Linked DNA regions of Mus musculus: region 2 is linked to region 1. A link is a contact called in public promoter capture Hi-C data. All regions are on one chromosome and are shown on one strand. The core of a region is the stretch at or near the end of the contact, and the rest is flanking DNA. Distances in the headings are between cores, read along the strand shown.

Evidence for each region. Promoter capture Hi-C pulls out the DNA fragments that hold promoters and counts their contacts.
Region 2: a promoter capture Hi-C map of hematopoietic stem and progenitor cells shows a contact between it and region 1, with 3 times the contacts expected there. The contact joins the promoter of Tmem265 here to the promoter of Zfp747 in region 1. A contact is called at or near these places in 19 of 39 promoter capture datasets (3T3-L1-derived adipocytes, the C10 cell line, the HPC-7 cell line and 11 more), 2 of 15 datasets of contacts at CTCF or cohesin (large pre-B cells and pro-B cells), 2 of 484 Hi-C or Micro-C datasets (CD4 T cells and the HPC-7 cell line), 3 of 115 datasets of contacts at active chromatin or transcription factors (bone marrow-derived macrophages, embryonic basal ganglia and embryonic hindbrain) and 2 of 9 other capture datasets (adipose tissue and macrophages).

What each region holds. Positions count from the first base shown.
Region 1 is chr7:127,374,726-127,382,601 of GRCm38.p6, forward strand. It overlaps Zfp747 (zinc finger protein 747), which reads right to left and starts at 1,325. Exons shown (of 3, transcript NM_175560.3): 1 at 918-1,325; 2 at 664-777. The coding sequence starts at 1,101. 9130019O22Rik (RIKEN cDNA 9130019O22 gene) reads right to left here. Exons shown (of 3, transcript NM_030226.3): 3 at 7,535-7,876. It also overlaps a transcript of Zfp764 not described here.
Region 2 is chr7:127,556,423-127,563,859 of GRCm38.p6, forward strand. It overlaps Tmem265 (transmembrane protein 265), which reads left to right and starts at 4,801. Exons shown (of 3, transcript NM_001304267.1): 1 at 4,801-5,363; 2 at 6,700-6,870. The coding sequence starts at 6,703. Srcap (Snf2-related CREBBP activator protein) reads left to right here. Exons shown (of 34, transcript NM_001304266.1): 32 at 986-1,186; 33 at 1,344-1,427; 34 at 1,546-4,797. The coding sequence ends at 4,347.

The sequences.
Region 1 (7,876 bases), core at 75-2,574:
GACTCTGACTTCTACTGCCCCTTAATTTCCACAGCCCCACAAGGGGACAGACTGGACACAGGAGTGGAGATGTCACAGCATCTGAGCATGTGCAGTGTGCAGATGTCCAAATGCAGCATAAAGAAAGGGGTCTGGGCCTCGGCTTGGTGGCGCACACCTTTAATCCCAGCACTTGGGAGGCAGAGGCAGGCAGATTTCTGAGTTCGAGGCCAGCCTGGTCTACAGAGTGAGTTCCAGGACAGCCAGGGCTACACAGAGAAACCCTCTAAAAAAATAAAAAATAAAAAATAAAGGAAAAGAATTGAAAAGAAAAGAAAGGTGTCTGTGTGGTCCCAATTCCCAAGTGCAGTAAGCTAAGCACTTCTCAGAGGTGGAAAGCAAGAGCTAAAGGAGACTCCAGAAGGCAGCCACAGTGATGGCAGCAGAGGAGTGGGAACGAGGGGCTACAACCCGTACAGCCTAGTGGCCCTGTATATACGAGGTGAGAGCACTGGACAGAACAATCACAGCCCCTTTCTAGATGAATCCAGGGGCCAGCCATCATGGCTTTGGCCAAGAAACAAAAACAGGGAAGAAACTGCCAGGCAGTAAGTGCAGTCACTAGAAGACACCACACAGGCTGGCAACACAGAAGTTTCCCCAGGCAAGTACCCAGTCCTTCACCTGAGTGGACTTCTGTCCTGCACATGGCCACCTCTGGATCCTGGGCACCGGGTCCCCACACTTCGGACTCTTCCTCCACCCAGCTGATGAGCGCTGGTTTGGCGCATCCGACGTCTGTAGGGAAAGATAGCAAACCCACTAGTCAGGAGGACGACCCAGTTGGTTCCGACCGCCCGTGCCCAGGTCTCTCTGCTGCCACGCAGGACCCACGGTGTCACAGGCATCGCGACCACGGCGGCCAGGAAGGTTCTCACCGAGATAGGTCAGGAGACCGTAGGTCTCGCGCATCACCTCTCGGTACAGGGCTCTCTGCGCCGGCCGCAGATACCTCCACTCCTCCGGGGAGAAGTACACGGCCACGTCCGCGAAGCTCACAGTCCCAGGTTTACAGAACACAGGCGGTACCGAGGCCCTTCCCGGGGCCATCACCTGCGCCATGTAGACTCCCCGCACAGTCCCTGGGTCAGCCCCGCACTCCTGGGATTGCCTGCCCAGTCCAACGTGTCCGTTTTCGGGTACCAGGGCTGAAAAAGGACAGGAACCAGGTCCGTGTGCACCTTAACGTAGGGAAAAAGTGAAAACTGATAGGAGCACAGCGGAGATTTCCGGAAGACCGAGTAAAAATGTGGACTTGGGCGCGGCGTCTCAAAACTACGCTCCCTAGCGGTCCTGCCCAGGGTTGTATCACGTGACTTCCTGCACCAATGACATCAAGCCCTCAACCAAAATGGCCACAGAGTCTACAAGTGCCAGTCTGAGAACAAGTCCCAGGCTGGCAGGCCAACATGACACACCCTGCCTGTGAGCACCACAAACAGGGAGGGTTTTATGGTCTCAGGAGAACCACACCCCTCTCACAGTCAGCTAGGTGGAAGCGGCCTGTGAATAGATGTTTAGTATTTTATTTGTGGTCAGTGTTCATCTTGGAGCTAGAAGCAAGCCTGTGGAGGGAGGGCTGTTAATAAGCTTTTTTTTTTTTTTTTTAAATTAATTTCAACGAGTACTGTAGCTGTCTTCAGACACACCAGGAGATGGTTGTGAGGCATCAAGTGGTTGCTGGGATTTGAACTCAGAACCTTTAGGATGAGCAGTCTGTGCTCTTAGCTGCTGAGCCATCTCTCCAGCCCTGTTAATGAGCTATCAAATGAAGCAGGCCTCCAATTGGGGTGGTTCCACCAGCTTGGTCTACAAATCTCAAACTAGTTGAGGAATACTGACTGCTCCTGATACAGATCAGAGATCACAGAGCTGATCTTTGATCAGCCAGGACACCTGGGACATTCCAGACCATCTAATCTTCTAAAAGGTTAGATGTACACCTGCCCAACTGGATTTCTCTGCCTCACTCATAGGAGGGAGTTAAGATATCTGGGCCATTTGTGAGAGTCCCGGGAGGAATGAGGTCCAACTCACAGTAAGGATTTAAGTCTGACTCATTGTTATTTTAATATAAAAATACCTACTTACAAAAGGGATATTATCCTATTTGTCATCATTCAGAGCTGTTTGTACTTTATAAAAAAAGACAAAGAAACCAGGGATATGTTGGTGGAGGCACAGTGTGGGGTAGGTGAATGGGGTACCTCTGTGAGCTCATGCTCAGGCATCCATTCCTCCAGAGGGACCAGCTCACAATGGTACAGTATAGAATAGAGTTCATTTAAGGCATGGGGAGGAGAGTTGACTGCTTAATAGAGACAGAGGCAGGGAGACAGAGAGAGAGGGAGAGAAGGGGGAAGGATAGAGGGATTGAGAGAGAAAGAGAGAGAGACAGAGAAAGAGAGGGAGTAGAACACATATAGAGGGGGGAGGGGAATGGGGAGAGAAGGGACAGAGCAGAAGAGGGTTAGAGAGCAAGAGAGCAAAAGGAGGGAGCAAGCAGACCCTTTTATAATGAGTCATGGCTGTTGGCAGGAAACGAGGGCAGAGCCTAGAAGAAATGTTAACATTCCCCCATTTTGGTTTAATTAAAAAAAGGGAAATTTTCAAAGTGGTGATGGTGAAGCAGGAGTAGGGTTGTCATGATGTCTGACTATCATGATGTCTGACTACTTCCTGCTGACTTTGGGGTGACATGTGTCTGGGAACCCTAAGAAAATGGGTATGGGGAAGTCGGTCCAGTCTTAGCAGAGTTGGCTGTTTCCTTGCTGTCCAGGGTCTGTGGAACCATCTATGGAGAGAGAGGATGGAGCAGGTCCAATAGGTGCATCTGTGCCTGTGAAAGAAGATGGGAGCACCGGTGGGTTGCTTCTCTGGAGCTGTCCTGGATGTAGTAAATGGCTGGACTTGACAAGATGCTGAAACACACAGACACACACACAACAGGTAGAGATGAAAGTTAAATAAATTTGGCAGAGAAACATCTTTTCTTAGGAAATTTCTTGAGGAAATGCCTCCATGAGATCCAGCATAATAAGACATAATTGACAATAATATTTCTCAATTATTGATCAAGGTGGAAGTGCCCATTGTGGGCGGTGGCATCCCTGGGCTGATAGATCTGGGTTCTGTAAGAAAGCAAGCTGAGCAAGCCAGTAAGCAGCACCCCTCCAAGGCTTCTATATCAGCTCCTGCCTCCAAGTTCCTTCCCTGTGTGAGCTCCTGTCCTGATTCCCTTTGGTGATGAACAGCAGTTTAGAAGTATAAGCTGAATCAACCTTTCCTCACCCACTTGCTTCTTGGGCATGATGTGTTGTGCAGGAATAGAAACCCTGACTAAGACAGGTAGCAAATGAGGACATAGGCCATTGATTGGCAGGTGTACTTATCTGGATGGTGTCTACTTGGTCCAGGAGAGGTAGATCTGATTGGGTTTCCTGTAGCTTATGAGTTTATAAAAGAGATAGAATTGATAACAACATGAACAGTCTTTAAGATGAAGTTGGAAAAAGCAAAAGCTTTCCTGGAGCAGAAGGAACAAGAAGGGATTTTTCCTTCTATCTAGGAGAATGAATATATTACATTTAAAAGACTACGGAAATGTAAAACCTTGACCTTGGGAATATAGTTGATAATATAGTTATGAAAGAGAAACTGCTTAAGTCCATAGTTAAAAGACAACCAAAGGAACCTGTGTTAGAGCACGATGTCTGATAGTGTAGATTCCGCAGCAGAAACCTGCTATCTTCAAAGGCAATCAATGAAACTTAGACTTTGAACCCGTGATTATACAGTTGGGTCATAGAGGAATGTTCTGTAGAGTTAGGCTAATTTATGAGAACTATACCAATTAATGTTAGCACAGTGGCATAGCAAGGAGAAGAAATGGGACACATTTAGTCACTGGAAACTGAGTTTAGATAGGGAAGTATTCTTATCTCTGTAACCTTTCTTTCTTCCTTATCTAGTTATGGGGCTAAAACGGTGGAAGAAAAGGGAAGAAAGAAAAACCCACAAAGTATCCAAATTCTAAAATTCCCGTTCTAAATTCCAGTTCTAAAATTCCCAACATGGATCCAGGCTGAATGGGGATTTGATTCCCAATGCTGTGGAGAAACTGGTGCAGGACAAAGGAATGGATATTTTTGTTTCCACGTTCCAGCAAAAACTTTATTGGGACTGCCAGGACTGGATTATCCCCAGATTTGCTCCCAGAGAAGATTTTCTGCTTTTTCTTTTTCTTCTTCATATATTCTGTTTGGAAAAAGTTTGAGGGAATGGATTTACAACAGGAAAAACTGTGGGTGGGAATGGAGGGGTTAAGAAACACAAAATGGCTGAAATCGGAAAGCAAAAGGGCCCACTCTGCACTTTATTTCTGAAAGCTGATAGCTAGCTTTCTAACTAGAAAAATTGAGGGTGGAAATGAAAGCCCTTGGGAGTCAAGGAGCGCCAGAAAACAAATCACAAAAGGGCTCCATTCTAGTCATGGAGCCAGAGAGCAGGAGTCTTTCCCAGGAAGAAGGAGGGATAGAAATGGTGCTGGAGGGCAGAGGTCAGAGAAAAGCTTAACAGGGCAGAGGACCATCAAAGCCAACATCCCACTTTAATCAAAGGTTTTTGGTTTTGGTTTTTTAAAATATCTATTCTATGTATATAAAATACACTGTGCACTGTAGCTGTGTTCAGACACACCAGTAGAGGGGGCATCAGATCCCCATTGCAGATAGTTGTGAGCCACCATGTGGTTGCTGGGAATTGAACTCAGGACCTCTTGAAGAGCAGGCAGTGCTCTTAAGCACTGAGCCATCTCTCCTGTCCTGAATATAGTTTTAATCCCCAACCAACTGCACCACCAGAGTGGGAGGAGGGGTGACCCAGGGTTATGAGATCGCTATCAGCTCCCCCAGTTTCATACAGCATATACCTTCTAATGTGTGGAACAAGGCTATGGTGAACAGGATGTCGCCCTATAAATGATTGATCTTAGACAGTTTAAAGAGGCCACTGTTTTTATATGGGATGCATACGCCTTAGGTAAATTCTAAATTACTAGGCTACCCAAATATTCCCCGAGCTTGTTAGGGATTGGTGGCAGCTGCACTAGGGTCCACCCACTGTTGCAATGGTTAACATGGTGGAAGGAAGGACATGTGAGTATTGAACAGTGAAACAAAGCACAGAGAATGAATATGGGGAAAGACCAGTTACTAGTTGAAGGCAGTACTTTAAGATACAAAACAGATCAAACGTAATGGTGCTGCCGTAGAACACTGCCGCTTAGCAGCTTGAAGAACTCGGGATAAAGCTGAACCTGAGAAAAGGTCCACCTTGTTTACAAAGCGTATCCAAGGCTCTGCAGAAGCCTTCACTGATTTGAGATTTGATTTTTCTTTCAAAGATGAGTCTCAGCTGTGAGCAAAGCCCTGCCAGACCCTGAATTGAGGCAGGCATCGATAGAGACCTTAAAATTTGAAAATTCAAATGCCAAATGTTAAGAAAACAAAACAAAACATTAAAGGTGCGGGCAGCAGCTATGGATGAGTGGATAAGGGGAATAACCAATATTAGTTCTAAGGTGCAGTATGCTAATATCAAAGGTCAAGGTGTAACTAGGGGTCTCCAATATCAAACTGCCCAGTGTGTCAATTGCAGGGAATGCAGTCATTTGCAAAGACACTATGACCAAGCCACTAAAGGTCTCAGATCTCAAAATGCTTGGCACTTTCACTGTGGGAAATATGTTCATTTGCAACAAAAGTGTGAACAAGGCATCTCTAAGGGCAATGGTTCTTCTAAATACGAACCAGAAAGAAGGCCTGGACTTCTAGGGGGTGTGCAGGCAATGTGTTAGGGTTTGCCATTAGACGGGTGAATGTAAGTGAAGTGAGATATTTAAGGCAATTTTATTTGCATCAGGAAATAGCCTTGGGGCATGGAGCACCCCCAGAACAAATTATGGGCTGTTTGTCTCTTGTCAGCCAAGGAAGAACATGCAGACCCCAAAACCTCAACTGAGTAGTGCAGTTCTAATGCATGCTACAACAGGCAGTGCTGCTTTGGAGCTGGCCACAGATAACTGTCTTACTCTACCCCTCAAGAGTCAGTGTTATGAAATATCTACTGGAGTTTATGGTCCTCTGACCTCAGGGACAATAGAAATGATCTTGGGAAGCAGTGGAGTGATTTCCCAGGGAATCATTTGTTCTTTCAGGAAATATAGGTGAAGATTTCAAATGAGAAATTAAAATTATGGCCTATGTTAAAAAAAAAAAGCATTTTAATGCAGGTGAGAGGATTGCTCAGCTGCTGCTGTTTTCCTGCATCTAAGGCAAAGCCACTTCAGTGGAAAAAGCAGGAGAGGTCTCCTGAAAGCTTTGGCCACTGACCCAAAAATGCTCACTTCATTGATACAGTCTCTCTTTAAAATTTCCTGATATAGACACTGAAAGAAAGATGAAATTTCAAGACCTGTAAGTCATATAAAGTACTCAGAAATTGCTGGTTGTTTGTCAGCCTAGAGGATGCCTGTGACTGAGAATAAAGACCAACAAACCTGGGCATGCCCCGTAGTTAAAACATTCCTGGGAACAGCTTAACCTTAAAGATAAGGGTGAATGTGAAGACAGAACAGGGCTATCTGAACTGAGTCAACAACTCACAGAACTCTGACACCCTGCACGTACATTTAATTTTTCTGCTGATGTTAGAAGAAGCCAATAGTGTATTGCTAAGCTGAATTCCACACCCCTAAGCACCTTACCCCATAAAAACCCCTAGCTTTCGAGCCTCGTGGCCGACATCCGTTATCTCCTGTGTGGGATGCATGTTGGTCTAGAGCTCCGTCATTAAACGACCTCATGTAATTACATCAACATGGTCCTTCGTGATTTTTTGAGTGCACGCCAAATCGGGAATTGAGTGGGGGTTTCCTCACTAGGTTCTATCAACACCACAATTAATGGCTTCAAACAGAAGTAAGGAAAGATACTGACAATTTTGGCATTTTGGTTACCTTAAAAGACACAAAAGCATTGTAAGAATGTTTTCATCTTAACTCCAGGTGTGGGATCTGGGGCTGCTTCAGAGTGTCCACAAGGCTGACTACAACTTGCCTCCTGCTCTAACAGGGGAGTGATTTTGCGAACTGCAGATAGTTTCTGTGACTGTGTGATGATTGGCATCTTGGGGACTTTTCAGTGGATATATAATAAATGCTAGGGCCCCGAGAGGGTATGTGGTTAGTTATGGTCTGTTAAGTGGTTGTGTCCAAAGAAGAGAGAACAAAAAGTAATTAGGTATTCTAACAAAGATCAAACTTGCCCCAATGAACTCAAGGTCCCTAATAGCAGAACCATTTTAAGGATGACATCGCCGCATTTCTGATACCTGAGTTATTCAGTGATCTCTTTCCCTTTCTCTCTATCCTTTCCTTTTTTCTGTAGTGTTAGGGGGCTGCGAGGGCGGAAGAAAGAACCCACAAAATAGCTGTAGATTGAATTTGGATTCTCAGCTTTACAAAGTACTAACAGCTCTCTTCACAAGCTCTGCCTCATTTTCCTGCTTTTTTCTTTTACTGTTAGTTTAACTATAGTCAGTATGTGCACATGGTGCTCACAGAGGCTCTAGCCAGCAGCAAGACTGACAGGTAGTTGTGAGACATCTGGCAAGTTGCTAGGAATTGAACTCAGGATTCCTGGGAGAAGAGTTTACTCTCAGCTCACTGAGCCATCTTTTCAGGCCCTGGTTGTTGGTTTTTGTTTGTTTGGGGACACCAGCCCACATGGTTTTGATCCTCCTGCCAGACTCCTCAGGACTTGACTCACAGCTGTTT
Region 2 (7,437 bases), core at 3,551-6,050, 190 kb after region 1:
AGCAGTGTGTACTGCCACACCTAGCTGCCTCAAGCGTTTTTGCAGGAATATAATGGCAGGCATACTGGATCCCGTGGTTGGTGGGACTCTAAATTTAAAGACAATTAGTCTACACAATGTGTTCCAAGCCAGCCAGGGCCACATAGTAAGACCTTGTTACCCTTGTCATAAATAAAATGTAAATTACAAGATGTAACTTTATTTTATTTTCAGACAGGGTCTTGTCATGTGTCTATGGTTGGCTTAGAAAATTCTATATAGAGCAGGCTGACTTCAAACTTGCAGCAATCCTATTTCTGCCTCCTGAGAGCTGAGATGGGCATGTACCTGCAAAATACATAGAAAATTTTAGGGGGCTTTGTTTTCTAAGATTCTTTGTATTTTTAGTTATGTGTCTTTGTGTTGGTACTGTGACATGTCAAAGGGGTTGCTCCCTGGAGCTGGAGTTGAGCCACCTGATAATGTTGCTGAGAACCAAACTCAGGTTTTCTTCAAGAGTAGTAAGTTCTCTTTAGTGCTAAGGCATCTCTCTAGCTCTTTTCCCTCCTCATTTCTCTTGGAAAAAAAAATTATTGCTCATTTATAAGCAATATGTGCTACCACATGCATACGGAGGTAAGAGAGCAACTTTCTAGAACCCATCTCCTTTCACTATGGATTCTGAGGACCCAGGTTATCAGGCTTGCTGGGGAATTGCCTTTTACCCACTGAGCCATCTTTCTGCCTCCATGTTCTTTGTTTTTTTGTTTTGTTTTTTTTTTTTTTCAAGACAGGGTTTCTCTGTATAGCCCTGGCTATCCTGGACTCATTTTATAGACCAGGCTGGCCTGGAACTCAGAAATCTGCCTGCCTCTGCCTCCCAAGTGCTGGGATTAAAGGTGTGCGCCACCACTACCTGACCCTTTTGGGTTTTTTTGTTTTTTTCTTCCATGTTCTTAAATTTCTTATTTGTATATGCTTTGTTTTTCTTCTGAATACCTTGAAGGCATTATGTCGGGCAGAAGATGAAGAAGATATCCGTGCAGCCACTCAGGCCAAAGCTGAACAAGTGGCTGAGCTTGCAGAATTTAATGAGAATGATGGGTTTCCTGCTGGTGAGGGAGAGGAGGCCAATCGCCCCGGGCCTGGGGCTGAGGATGAGGAGATGTCCAGGGCTGAACAGGAAATTGCTGCCCTAGTAGAACAGGTTCGTGTTGGATCCACTACCACTTCTCTTCATTTGTCATCACTTATGTATGCCAGGACTCCTTTTTTTTTTTTCCCCCCCCATCTTTCCTGGTGATATGGTAATAGTCCCTGAGTTCTAGGTCCTTATGTTTATCAACTTATATTCTTCCCTACAGCTGACTCCCATTGAGCGCTATGCCATGAAGTTCCTAGAAGCTTCATTGGAGGAAGTGAGCCGAGAGGAGCTCAAACAGGCAGAAGTAAGTCTTCTTATGTAGGAAGTAAGGGGAATAAGATAGTGGGAAGCTGTTCATTTCCATCATGCCTTGCTCTGCTCGCTCTTCCTCTTGCTGACACTATTGGCCACGTTGTTGGTAGGAACAAGTGGAAGCTGCCCGAAAAGACCTGGACCAAGCCAAGGAGGAGGTGTTCCGACTACCCCACGAGGAAGAGGAAGGACCAGGGGCTGGGGATGAGATGTCTTGTGGAAGTAGTGGAGCCAGCCACCGGCGCAGCAAGAAAATCAGGGCTCCTGAGAGGCTGGGGACTCGTGTCAGTGAACGTCTTCGTGGAGCTCGGGCAGAAACTCAAGGAGCAAACCACACTCCTGTCACATCCTCCCATCATACCTGCAACACCTTTGTGCCTCCCCAATGCAGCCCTGTGAGAGAAAGAATTCCCAGGCCAGTGCCTAGGCCTCGTCCTCCTCCTCCTCCTCCTGCTCCTCCTCCTCCTCCTGCTCCTCCTGCTTCTCCTTCTCCTGCTCCTCCTCCTCCGCCTGCTCCTGCTTCTCCTGCTCCTCCTGCTCCTCCTGCTTCTCCTCCTGCTGCTTCTCCTTCTCCTGCTCCTCTCCCTCCTGCTGCTTCTGTTGCTTCTGCTATAACTTCTGCCCTAGCCACAGCTCCAATACCCATTTCAGCCCCAAATCCAGTAACCATTCTTCCTGTCCATATCTTGCCTACTCCACCTCTGCTTCAGCTTCCTCCTAGTTCGTCTCCTGCTTCTACCCCGCCTTCTGCCTGTACCCCTCTACCCACTTGTACCCCCTTACAAGCTCAAACCTCTGTATTAACCTCTTCTTCACCAGCCCCACTTGACTCCCTTTCTGTTCCCATCTCTCCTGGGGTTACCAACCTCCCCTTGGACTCAGGAGAAGTAGGGCTGTGTGCACAAGAATTGGCACCTGTGGAGTCTCTAGAGCTGCCTGGAATGACCAATTCTGAGGCTTCCCTGGCTAGTCTTGTGTCTCCAAAGGATCTTTTGCCAGTGGCTGTTGATATCCTGCCTGAATCAGAGAAGACTCTTCCTTGTATTCCTGCACCCAGTTCAACCCTGGAAGCTGAGAGCATCCCCAATGGTCAGCAGCAGGAGGTGCCAGGTCCTGTGGAGGGGACCAATACCACACTGCTACCTGGTAGTGAGGAATTGACCATGAGTCTGAATGAGAGCAATGGGCTGGAGCTCCCACCCTCAGCAGCATCTGCTGAACCACTTGATGAGCTTTTGGAGACTCATAGGAACTCGGGAGAAACAAGAGAGGTTCAGATCCCAATTTCCAACTCAGAAAAGCCACAAGAACTTGTTAGAGCTGAGGTTACAGCCCCATCAACCTCATCTTCAGCCACCTCCTCTCCTGAGGGTCCTTTGCCTGCCCGTCCTCCACGGCGTCGAACCAGTGCTGATGTAGAAATCAGGGGTCAGGGGTCTGGCCGGACAGGACAGCTCCCAGGTCCCAAAGTGCTTCGAAAGCTGCCAGGAAGGCTAGTAACTGTGGTGGAGGAAAAAGAACTTGTAAAGCGACGGCGACATCGGGCACCTGCCAGCACCCTAGTACCTGGGGTATCTGAAGTTAGCGCCAGTCCAAGAAGCCCATCGATCCACAGTATGTCAGGGCCAGAATCCTCACCTCCTAGCAGTGGGCCCTGTGAAGCTGCTCCTACATCTTCACTGTCTACCCCAACCCAATCCACCTTCATAGCTTGTCGTCACAATGAACTGGGGACGACTACTGGGGGAAGCCCAGAGAATGGAGAAGGAACAGAGCTTGCCATCACTCCACCTGCTGTGAAACGTCGGAGGGGGAGGCCTCCCAAGAAGAACAGATCTCCAGCAGATGCTGGGAGAGGGGTAGATGAGGTACCTTCATCCATCTCTAAGGGGAAAACCAATGGGGTTGACCCAGTCCCCGGCCCTGAAACAGTAACTGTTGCAGAACCTGACCTCAGGCCCCAATTTGTTCCTGGGCCCCAGCCTCCTGGACCCCAACCAGTTCACAGACCAGAACCCACCATCCTATCGCCTGTGGAGAAAAGACGGCGTGGGCGTCCCCCTAAAGCAAGGGATTTGCCCATTCCTGGGACCATATCCTCTCCAGGAGGCGGCAATTTAGAGAGCCGAACACAGTCGCTCCCTTTCCCAGCACCCCTGACACCACTCCTAGCCTGTCCCACTGCTGTCACCAACACTGTCACTACTGTCACCATTTCAACATCCCCACCGAAGCGGAAGCGGGGCCGACCTCCCAAGAACCCACCATCACCAAGGCCCAGCCAGCACCCTGTCTTGGACCCCGACAGCTCTTCTATTCTTGAGAGTTGTGGACTGGGAGTGCAGCGCCAACCCCTGGGCCAGGCAGAAAGTGAAGGCAGTTCCTCTGATGAGGATGGAAGCCGTCCTCTCACCCGCCTGGCCCGTCTTCGGCTTGAAGCTGAAGGGATGCGGGGACGAAAGAGTGAAGGGTCCATGGTGATGGCCGTAATTCAGGATGACCTGGATTTAGCAGATAGTGGGCCAAGTGGGTTAGAACTGACACCACCTGTGGTCTCATTAACTCCCAAATTTCGCTCAACCCGCCTGCGTCCAGGGTCTCTAGTCCCCCCACTAGAAACTGAGAAAATGCCTCGAAAAAGGTCAGGGGCTCCAGTTGGGAGTTCTGGGATGGCAAAACGAGGCCGCTTGCAGCCCCCAAGTCCCCTGGGGCCTGAGGGTTCAGTAGAGGAGTCAGAGGTAGAAGCCTCAGGTGACGAGGAGGAAGGAGATGGAACCCCACGCCGTCGAACTGGTCCCCGCAGGCTCGTTGGGACCACCAACCAAGGGGACCAGCGTATCCTGCGTAGTAGTGCTCCTCCCCACCTATGTATCCCTACTATTAGTCACAGAGGTCGAAAGGCCAAGACGTGAATGGGCAGCCCCTTCACTTATGTATCCCACCATGGCCGCTTTCCCTTGCCCAGGCCTGACTCTGATAACCACTACTTGAAGTCTTTGAGGGAAAAAGCCTCCAGGGAGACATAGGGGGCTGTCTTCCTTTCCACCAAAGTAGGGGGTAGGTTACTGGTTGTCATGGAAATGGGGCTTGTCACAACCCCCTTTCTCTCCTATATGGCTGGGCAGTGTTAAGGGTGGCAAGATAGTTTCTGTCCCCACCCCCTTGTACTTGATTCCCCAGCTGTCTTTCACAGCCTCAAACCCTTAGGGTAAAGGGGGAGGGGCTTTTCAATGAGGTGGGGTGGGTTTGTTTTGTTTTTTTTTCTTTTTTTTTTTCTTTTTCTTTTTTTCTTTTTTTTTCTTTTTTTTTTTTTTTTAAGAAAAAAAAAAAAAAGCATAATAAACTTAGTTTCTGTACAAGCATCCGTGTAAGGAGGCTTCTGATTTTCTGGTCTGGTGGAGGGTTGGGTGGGAATTTGGACGTCATTTTTCACCTCCCTCTTACAATGACTCCATGACTGATCTCTAATGCAAGGTTACCCTTGAAGCAGAACTTAATCCCGCTCCCAGTCAAAAAAAAAAAAAAAAGAAAAAAAGAAAGATTGTCAAATCTGATCTGGTAGGCTATATAGAGTCTTTTAAACCACCCAGATAAACTCTTTTCTCTGAGTCTTGAACTTGCCCTCAGTTCTCCAACACCCGGGAGTCCCCTTCAGTCTCCTTACTCAGGTGCTTCCTTACACTCCTGTCTTCAGAAAGCAGGCATCCTCCATTTGCTCATGCCTTAGCCCTCCTCTGCTCGCCATCTAGCCAAACTGGTTTGAGCTGGCCATGCCCCTTCCCAGAGCCCTGGGCTCTTCACATGGTGGCTGGCCCTACAACTCTACCTTGGCTTGGCTTGGAGCCATGAGTCAGCTTCATCTCCACCCAAGCCAAATCAAACCCGAGGCAAGAGCCGAAACTCACAGTTCCTCAAAGCCTATGGCCAGGTAAGAATCTATGCTTATGTTTATAGTTTCTGACCATAACTCCCTGGGCCCTTTCTTAGGCTCTTTTCATTTACTGACAATTCATTTCTCACCTCAACTGCTGTTGCAGCTTGCCACATCTTTTTGCTCTCTCACATTCTGCATTTTTGTTTCTTGTGGCGGGGAACCACAGGTGGTTTCATGTGTCCAGGCTGTAGGATAATGATTAGACATGAGGGTGGAAAGATATTTTGATGTGCATAGAGGGCCTGAGTACTAGGAAGGCATTGTGCAGGTTTCTGTGGGCAAAGTCATTTGAACTCTGCTAATCTGATTGGGTTGTATGGTCTGGGATAAAGTAGAGGTGACAAGCATAGAAAAGGAGGTGTCATATTCAGGGGTTTTGTTTTGAGACAGGATCTCATGTATCCTCAGACTCAGCAATGCTGGCCTTGAATTTAGATCTTTCTGCTTCTGTACCGAATTGGTATTATCGATGTCTGCCTCCACTCCTTGGTTAGGTGGGATTTTTTTATTGTTACTTTTATTTTGTTTTGTTTTTATAAACATCAAAAAGAACTTAACCATATGAATCTTGCCTTTCTTTTATCCTCCAAACTATTCATGCCCAGGGTTTGGTGGTACACGCCTTTAATCCCAGCACTCAGGAGGCAGGGGCAGATAGATCTCAGTGATTCTAGGCCAGCCTGGTCTACAGAGTGAGTTTTAGGACAGCCAAGGCTACACAGAGAAACTATCATAAGTAAGCCAAGCAAAGCCAGAGCCAGGCAGTCTCTGAATTTGAGGACAGCCTTGTCTATATACTGAGTTCCTGGCAAGCCAGGGAGGGGCTACATAACGAAATCCTGTGTCAAAACAAAGCCAAAAAAAGTTACCTAGTAATAAGGTTTTAAGATGATATCTCTCAGCCGGGCATGGTGGCGCACGCCTTTAATCCCACCAGTTGTGAGGCAGAAACAGATTTCTGAGTTCAAGCCCAGCCTGGTCTACAGAGTGAGTTCCAGGATAGCCAGGGCTCGAAAAGATTTAAAAAAAAAAAAATTCTATCTCCTGTTTCTGGTAGCCAGGTCAGCTTCATTGTCTATATTTATTGAAGAATAAGTACATTCACACATGCTTGCCCTTCAAAAGATTCAGAATCTTCAGCTATGGAAAGGATCCCGACCACGTAGTTAGTCTTCTCACCTGAGTCACTGGAGGAATTTCCCAGTAAGACAGCATTCCTGAGTGTAGGGTTAGGACACTAGACAGCATGCTTTGAGAAGGGTGGAGTCACCATGCCCGAGCAAGAGCTCATTTGTTGGGCTTAAAAGTGCCTTGACTATATCATCCACAGGTGATGGAGGACAAGGAGAAGGCAGCGGAGAGCTTGGTGAGCAACATGGAAGCTGCTCATTCTCCATCCCCTATCCACTGCCGCTGGCTCCGCCTCCAATATTTGGCGGCTACTAGCATTATCTGTGGCTGTTCTTGCCTGGGGATCATGGCTCTTGTGTTTGCCATCAAGGTGAGGAATAAAATTCCTATGGGACTGGGAGGGTATAATGAAATGACTGTATCTGATCTGTCTACAGTTACGGTTACTACATATCTTTTGATGCTTAGCTCTGAGCTTAGTGACAGAGTAAGAATACTTTCTAAGGACTCGTGTCTTACGAAAACGAAAGTTGTAAAAATGGATAATTAGTAGAATTCAGTTCATTAATACTGTAGTACAGGAGAAGTGTGAGTGTATTGAGGATGGAAGAACAATTCAAATAAAGGCAGGAATATTTGAGATTTGACATCAAAGGATCCAGATCCTGAAGGCCTCCGATTCTGAACTTAGGAATTTTAACTTTATCTTGAATAGTAGAAAGCAATTTAAATTTTTTTCAGAGGAGTGACATGGCCAGATTTGTGTTTCAGAAAGATCTACTCTCAAACCCCCCATTGAGGCTGAATCACAAGGGGCAGGACTACAGGCAGACAGTTTAGTCGTGATGAGAAGGATCTCCATCGTGTGCAATGAGTAGAGCAGTTGTTAGAGAACAGTCTGCACCCCTCCTGCTTTTTGTTGTAATTGGGATAGGGG